Regions from separate parts of the Ovis aries genome. Here region 2 is linked to region 1. The links are chromatin contacts, called in public Hi-C maps. All regions are on one chromosome and are shown on one strand. The core of a region is the stretch at or near the end of the contact, and the rest is flanking DNA. Distances in the headings are between cores, read along the strand shown.

The links. Hi-C and Micro-C count contacts between places; a contact is called where the count stands out from the background.
Region 2: a Hi-C map of tail adipose tissue shows a contact between it and region 1, with 4 times the contacts expected there. The contact joins the enhancer-like site here to the promoter of PELI2 in region 1. A contact is called at or near these places in 5 of 16 Hi-C or Micro-C datasets (hypothalamus, muscle, omental adipose tissue and 2 more).

Annotation. Positions count from the first base shown.
Region 1 is chr7:66,604,242-66,608,106 of ARS-UI_Ramb_v3.0, reverse strand. It overlaps PELI2 (pellino E3 ubiquitin protein ligase family member 2), which reads right to left and starts at 2,195. Exons shown (of 5, transcript XM_042252565.1): 1 at 1,880-2,195. The coding sequence starts at 1,956.
Region 2 is chr7:66,710,745-66,714,609 of ARS-UI_Ramb_v3.0, reverse strand. All of the region lies in intron 2 of PELI2 (pellino E3 ubiquitin protein ligase family member 2), which reads right to left. Among named protein-coding and RNA genes, the nearest start is that of PELI2, 110 kb to the right of the region's middle. Within about 2 kb of position 1,594, at least 4 of the 54 cell types and tissues checked have an H3K27ac peak or open chromatin away from gene starts, as enhancers often do.

The sequences.
Region 1 (3,865 bases), core at 946-3,445:
TTACATAGCCTGCTTTAGTATAAGCCTGATTGGAGGACAATTCAGGGTAAAAATCCTTTTCGGGGCTTTGGAATGTCCTGCACTTCCAGCTATGAACACAAACCCTCTCCAGACCCACTCACACCCTGCTTTCATGAAACATCTCAACGACTATTTCCTCAAAAGGAAATAATGAAATAAAGTCCTGGCCTAAGTTAATCTTTCGTGTCAGGTTCACAATGTTAAACATACTTTGAAGCCAGCCACACAAACAAAACCAAACTGCACAAAATTAGGCTGGGCTGAGGTTACATAATACAAGCTAAACTCTAGCTTTTTGCCTGCCAGTCCTCTCTCCTTCCACTGAATCTTGATGTTTGTCTTTTACGTTCAATTAGATGCAGGTGAGAAAAATGCTTATCTGAAACAGCTTCCAAATAGGTAAATGAGCTTTCCAATGATACTCCACCTAACACTGTAGCTACAAAGTACGCCAAACTGGACAACTTTGAGCTGGGCTGTGTCTGGAAGCTTCTCTTAAAAATTCCTCGCTTTAAAATTATCTTTAAGCCGGCACTTACTTCAAGGTATTCAGTTATCAAAACACATTTTTCAGAGTGCCCTGAGTTCTTCCATACCCATGACTCTTCACACGTGTACTAAGCCTACCTTTCAGCACCCCTAATGTTCAGAACACAAGTCTTTCAAGAGAGGAGGACAAAAGCGCGGGTTTCCGAGAGTGACAGATCCAAAGGGAAAAATAATCCTTTCTCTTTTCTCCTTCAAGGCTAAACCCAAGTTGCTCCTTTTCCCGAATTTACCGCACTTCCCCACCCCATTCCGCTCCCCTTTCACTGCCCACTTTATCCTGCTTTAATCCCAGCGAAGCCTCTCTCCAGGCTTATTAAGGGTAAACAATAGAAATGTCACAAGGAAACTCAGGAAGTAGATGAAGTCTCTAATTGCTGCCGTTTAAAGATTGTAGATAATTACTATCTTCAGAATGTGGTTTTCACAAGCCGAGAGGGAGCAGAGGCAAGCGAGGATGGCGAGCTCCCCGCCGCTGGGAGGACATCTGCGAGGCCAAATCCCAGGACCGAGGGACAGAGAGGATGCAGCCCCGCGCGCCCCGGAGCCCGGGCGGGTGCAGCGGCTTTCCTGCCGGCTCCACGACACTCCCGGCGGAGAGAGCCGAGGGCCGGCCCGGCCGCCCGGGTCGCAGACAGTTCACTGCCCTGGGGCTGCGGCTGCTGCGGCGGTCACCATAACAATATGCAAGGCGCTGCCCGCGGACGCCCCTCGCTCGGATCCCACTGCCCGCAGCGCAGAGCCGCCGGTGCCGCGCCTGGAGTTCCGGGCCCGGGGCTCACAATAAGAGGGAGCAGAGGGACCCTGGGGGCCTCTCAGTTTCGCCAAGGTGGAGGGGTAGTCCTCGGACACCGCGAGGTGCCCACGACGGCTGTGCTTCAACCCTGGTCCCTATCCCCGACACCCGGCCAGGGGCACGCGGGGAAGTCGAGCCTCTGCCCCCGCGGTAATGCCAAGGACTTAGCCCCCGAACGCTACGCCCCGCGGGGCTCCGAGGTCGCCCCAGTCCCCGCCGCTGCCTTCGCCCCGGGCTGACCGCGCTCCGCCACTTCCCTCGCCACCGTCCTCGGCGCGGATAGCGCATCCCTGTGCCCGCAGCGACCCGCGCGCGCGGATCGGGGCATCCCACCCCCACTCCCGCGGTCCCAGCCCTCCGAGACGCTCTACCGGCCCAAGCGCCCTACCGATGGCCAGAGAACCCCCAAACCACCCCGATGGCCCTGCTCCGGGATGTGGGTGCGCGGCGGCCACCCAACCCGGAGCGCTTGCTGCCCGCCCCCAAGCTCCCCTGGTCGGGGATCCCCGGACTCACCCCAGTACCACCAGCTCCCCGTATTTCACGGGCTCCTTATTGGGGGCGCAGTGCTCCTCCTGGCTGGGGGAAAACATGGAGCCCTGCTCGGCCGCCGCCGCCGCCGCCGCCTCCGCCGCGATCCCCGCCGAGTCCGCGCCGCCGCTACAATCCCATCCCGAGAAGGGAGTGAGTGCGCCGGGGAAGGGCACGGCGGCGAAGGGGGCGCGGGGCGGCCAGTCCCGCGGCTGCTCCGTCGTGGCTGCGTGGCTGCCCTGCCGGGCTCTCTAAGAGCTCCGCGCGCCGCGGCTGCCCCGAGCTGGACTCGGCAACAAATGGGACTGGGCAGCAGGGAGACCCACCGCGCGAAGCGCCGCAGCCGCCGCCGCCGCCGAAGCCCCGCGGGAGGGAGGAAAGGAGGGAGCGAGCGAGCCCGGGAGGGGCGGGGGCAGCGGGCGGGGGAGGGGCGGGGGCCGGCCGCAGAGGCGCCCCGCCCGCGCGCGGGCAGGTGGGAGCCGCCCCGCCCTCCGCGAGACGCCCGCAGCCCTCCGCCCACCCGGCGCCCCCTCCCCCGGCGCGTGGGGCGGCCCGGGTCCACTCCCCGCCCCCCTCGGGCCCAGCGGCGGCTCGCCCCCGTGTTATGTAAACATAGAGTAAAAGGGAAAGGAAGTTCTTAAAGGAGCAGCTCTATTTTTTTTTCCTCTCTCGCTTCCTTCCCCAAACTTAACGGCGCGGGCACCTCAGCCCTGGTCGCCGAGTTCTCCAGCGGCGGAAGGCTGCGCAGGGTCCCCGGAAGCACGGCGGTTTAGGTTCCCAAGCCTAACTTAGTTTCCTCGGGTTAACTAGCTGTAAATAAAGAACCTGCTCTCCGGATATGGGAGCATTAGCTTTCCCGGTGTCACCGTGTCGCGGCACACTTTCGGAGGTGTTCCACACGCGCACCAGGAGCCTCCTCTTCCGAAACCCAGTCCTTTAAAGCTTGAAGAAGTCTAGAAATTTGGAGGGCTTTGCCAGTTGGCACTGAATTAGAGGGAGTTTTGAAGGCGCTTGGAGCACCCCTCCATTGTGCAGGATGTAACATCCCGGTCTGTCGTCAGCAGACTTCCACGTGGTTCAAAAAAAAGTTGTGTGTGTGATTTTAATCCATACGCTCTCCCCTTTCCCATACCTTCTCTCAATCCCCTAAGCAATTTAAAAGAAAATTATCTGAGTAAACTTTTTAGTGAATATAAAGTTTCCTTTATTATCCTAATTTAGCCAACACATTATGTTTGCTTTTTTATGCGTTTCTAAATAGTTACTAGGCTTTGAAATATTTTAGAGTATAATAGATTTACTGACTGCTGTTTCTCATCATGCAGTATTTTGTTTTACCACTTATTAAGCACTCATACTGGGCACTGCATGTTATTGTCAGTCACTGCCTCTCAAGATTGTTAAATATTTAAATACATATTGCAAACCCTATGTATAAACACTGGCTGGTTGGCTATCACCCTAAGTAAAGGACTAGGGAAAAAAAATTTCATCACAATTGCGATAACCTTTCATTGTGCTGTTCAGTAGCCTTTGTCTAACATTCTCTGATAGGTTATTGCTACAGTGACATGATCTGCAGGAAATTTTACTTCAGTTAGTGACTAATTTTTTTTTAATTGGGGCTTTGGAATTAAATTGTTTCAAAGTAACTAAAGCTACACCATTGGTAAACACACACACACACACAAATTTTAAACAACTTCACCTAAGTATAAAATTTCTTTACTTCAACTGCACACAGCTATCCTGCATATTTTACATATCCTCTGTAACACATCTGTGTGTGTATTATTAGTTTTAACCAACAATCCTTCACTAAAGGGTTGAATGCTTTCTCATCACTAGAGTCTTGGTGTGAATTTCTGTCTGAATTTCTCTGCCTAATTAATGTAGTCTTCATCTATCTACTCTATGCTCCTACTTACCATATAGATGTGTGACTAGCAAAGATCTATCAGAATCATGCTG
Region 2 (3,865 bases), core at 345-2,844, 110 kb before region 1:
CCCACCAAGCTGTGACTGCCTCCTTCAGTCACAGGGCAGGTTTCACCCTCCCCCACCCCTACTTTACACTGAGATACTCTTAACATTTTCAAATCAAAAAGAGCAAACATACTAATTGTTTCATCTCATGGTTTTGGCAAAATTAACCAACCATACTAGAATCACTTTATACAAGTGTCCTTCTATACAAACTGCTACATAAATGCTAAAACACAGGGAGGGCAAGGGCACTGCTTGGTTTCTAGGTGCTTTTTCCATGGTGACAATTTTGATTTTCCGAAGAAAATGATAAATACATACTGGGTCTTGTAACTATGTTGCCTTCAAAACTATCATTTTGTTTTCAGCTATTTTCCCCCCAATTGCTAGCTTCCAGCCAGACTGTCATCTGTGTCAAACCGTAGAACACTTCCCTGCCTGTGTGCCTGTGCACAAATGAAATTAATCTGCCTTCCGAGCTGCAGAGAATGAAACCATCATTGCAGGCACGCGGCCCACTGCCGTTGCCCCCGCGCTGGTGACGCTGCTCCATCACAGGCGGCCAGCATCAGGAACACATCTGCAGGTACCCCTCATTAGAAAAGATGCTCAACATCAGCAACTGCAAACTAGCAGCCACTATGGAGAACAGTGTCCTTAAAAGTTGCAAATAGAAAGAGACACATGTACCCCAATGTTCTCTGCCAGGACATTCTGATGAGATGGATGAAACTGGAGCCGATTATACAGAGTGAAAAGCATTAGCAGAACCCTTAAGTAATATTTTATGCAGCAGGTTTTTCAATCCAAGCTTTTTTAAAGAGCCTGTGTCCCTTAAAGACACAACAAGGGGCACTTTCTGTGAGGATGTCAGTGGTCTCACACCTGAAGAGGAAGAGGGCAGGGCACTAGGACACAGAAATAGACAAATAAATGCAGCTGGATTAAACAAAGGTGAGCTGGGTCACTCTTTAGTTTGCCAATCGCAGTATAATTTTCCCCATCTACTGGAATAATCAGTCAGCTAAGAGTCTAAAAACAACAAATGAGCCCTGGGAGTAGGGCTGAGGATCCCCGTGTAGCATCTGGCAGCTCCCAGACCCCTGGGTGGCTTCCTTGCTGATCCTGACTGCTGCAGGCTGCTTCCAGCTGATGGAGAGGTGGCTGCAGAAGGTGAGAGGCAGCTGTGGGAGCTGAGCGCTAAGGGGCAAAACAGATCATCTAGTAGCTACTGGAGGAGGAAAAGGATGATAAAAGGGGCCTGGACACTGGAAACAGCCAGAATGTTGAACTAGAGTTGAACACAGTTTCCAACTTTGGGCAAAGTTAACATTCATGAAAAAAATCTACGAAGAATTAAGAGACAAGGATACGCCAAATGGCTTGTGTCTGAATACACCTTCACTTCTTAGGAATCTGCTTACTATTAGTAAAGAAGGTAAAGGGAAAAGAGGACCGTCAACCTGGTCATGCTCAAGAAAGTGTTAAGAACCAGGCATCCTGTAAGTCCAGGCAAAAGCAGCACAAGAATGTTGTCAGCTGCTTTAATACGCTCACAGCATGACATAACCACCCTCTTCATATACGTCATCCTTGAGAACTAAACTCTCATCACATTTAATTGTGACCACATTTTCTGTGTGTGAATCATACTGAACACTACAGATACGGCTTCAGACCAACAGCTTTTGGTAGCTGAGTGTATAATCTTGCAAATCAAATCCTGTCTGCTTCCCTCTCTCCCTAACTCTTCTTCCTCTTTCTCTTCTCCTTCTTCTTCCTCCTCCTCTTTCTTCTTTTCTCTCCCTGCCCTCTCTTCCCTCTCTCTCTCTCTCTCTCTCACATACACAAACGGATCTGATTTTCTGAATGTATTACCCACAAAGCAGAATAACATTTCCATCTCTGGGGAGAAAAATAAAGGAAAACTTCTAGGAGGTACAAGAGTAGGCAGCAGTAAATTAGCCTTAAAATTTGTCACAAAACACAAACTTCTATACAACAGAAGGTTTCTATGCAGTCCTCAAATACGTCCAAATGGGCAACAATTAAGAAAGCAGCAATGTGGATTCCAACAACCAATTATTTTTGTTACACAAGATCCACCTAAGCAAACTTCTCTGCTCTGCAACCATAAAGATATAAATAAGAAGAAAATGAGATTCTTGGCTTATGTTTTAAACACTAGACTAATTTTGAGAATCCGAATAAGGGAAAATCTTTAAGTGCAAAATCAGGCAGCTATTAAGCCAGCAACAACAAAAAACTCAAATACAAAATCAGCTAGCTATTAAAACAGACAGCCCAGATTACATTCTGTGAAAGGAGATGTCCCACAAAATAATAAGAGCACACAGCTGCTGAACCGGCCACAGGCAGGGACACCATCAGTCTGTCTGTGTTATCAGACCACCGGCTCTGGTGGCAGACAGAACAGGTGAATCCCAGCTTTGTCACTTACTAGCTGTGTGATACTGAGCAGGTTTCTTGACAACACACTTTTTTTGGGGGGGGGGGACGGGGTTGGGGATACAAAATGGGGATGTGTTAGAACACCAAGTGATGGGGTGGCTAGAATGAATTATACGAGATGCCCTCTGAGACCTGCTCAGCCAAGTGCTTGCTGGACAAATGACCCTTAATAAGCAGGAGCTCTTTATTAGCTAACTGAGCAAGGGCTTGAGAACACCAATCATGTTCCCTGAAAGACATGCAAGACGGGGATGTAAAGGGCATGCCAAGAGGAGAGGGAAGCCTACCAAGAGGAAATGCCTCCACATTAGACCAAAAGAGCACAATAAAAGAGAATAGAGAGATGGCTGCCAGAATGTTCAAGCCTCAAAGGTTAGGCGATGATAAAATGTATAAATTGCCTTTTTTCTATTACATGCTTTTCGTTTTGTTTTTCCTGTAGTGAAATATACGTCTAGCTTTCAGCGTGGAGCAGAATCAAAGAGTATCAAGTGTTTTCTTTAATACAAATGTCAGAAATGGCATGTGTGAAAGGCTTTCCTGAGGCAGCAGGGCTGGGGGGTGGGGCAAGGAGGCATGGTCCAGGCCTCAGCTGTCACTCAAAGTGGTAGCCGCCAGTGGAGCCCTGGCCAGGCTAGACACATTCTCTCCAAAGCCAGGAATATCCTCCTCTTCCCATAACGACACAGCACAAATCTAGTCTGGTCAGCTTACTGGTGTAGAAGGACTTGCTGGGTTGCAGGCTGACCTACAGCACATACATGCTCTCCAGGCCTCATCTGCCTCATCTGCAAAAAGGGAAGATACACTGCTTATATTTCTTTATCGCCATCGAGTGAGGTGTATGCGAAACTATAAAGCAGCAAAAGAATGGAAAGAATTCTATTACTAGAAATAACCACCTATTTGGAACACTTTTCTTAATGTATTAACACGCTATTACACCTACAGCAGATGCTTTAAAAAAAAAAAAAAAAAGAAGAAAAAAACCGAGCTGAAATGAGATGCTGACAAAGGACTGAATAACTTAGGACATGTTTGGAAATGATTAAACCCTTAAATTATTATATAGGTAAGCAAAATGATTCTTCAGGACATTGTAACACTGCATGCTAATCAGCCTCGGAAGAAGCAATAACTGTCAACAGCTCATGGCAGGGAGCCAACTGTCTGCTGGGTAAGTCGATGCCTAAAGAAACTGAATTAGCTTTTCAGAGGAGCCACAACACTGAGCCTCAATGTCATGAATTCTGATAGCAGTGGAGTCTGAACATGGCCCCTCCCTGCAGAGTTTTATTCCTTTCTTCCCTCTAAATTAGATGAAAATGAATGCAATTTACAATTGGTTTATAACTGCCTAACTGTATTCATTGAAAAACTATCATCAAATGTATGCAGACTCAGGCACTGCAGC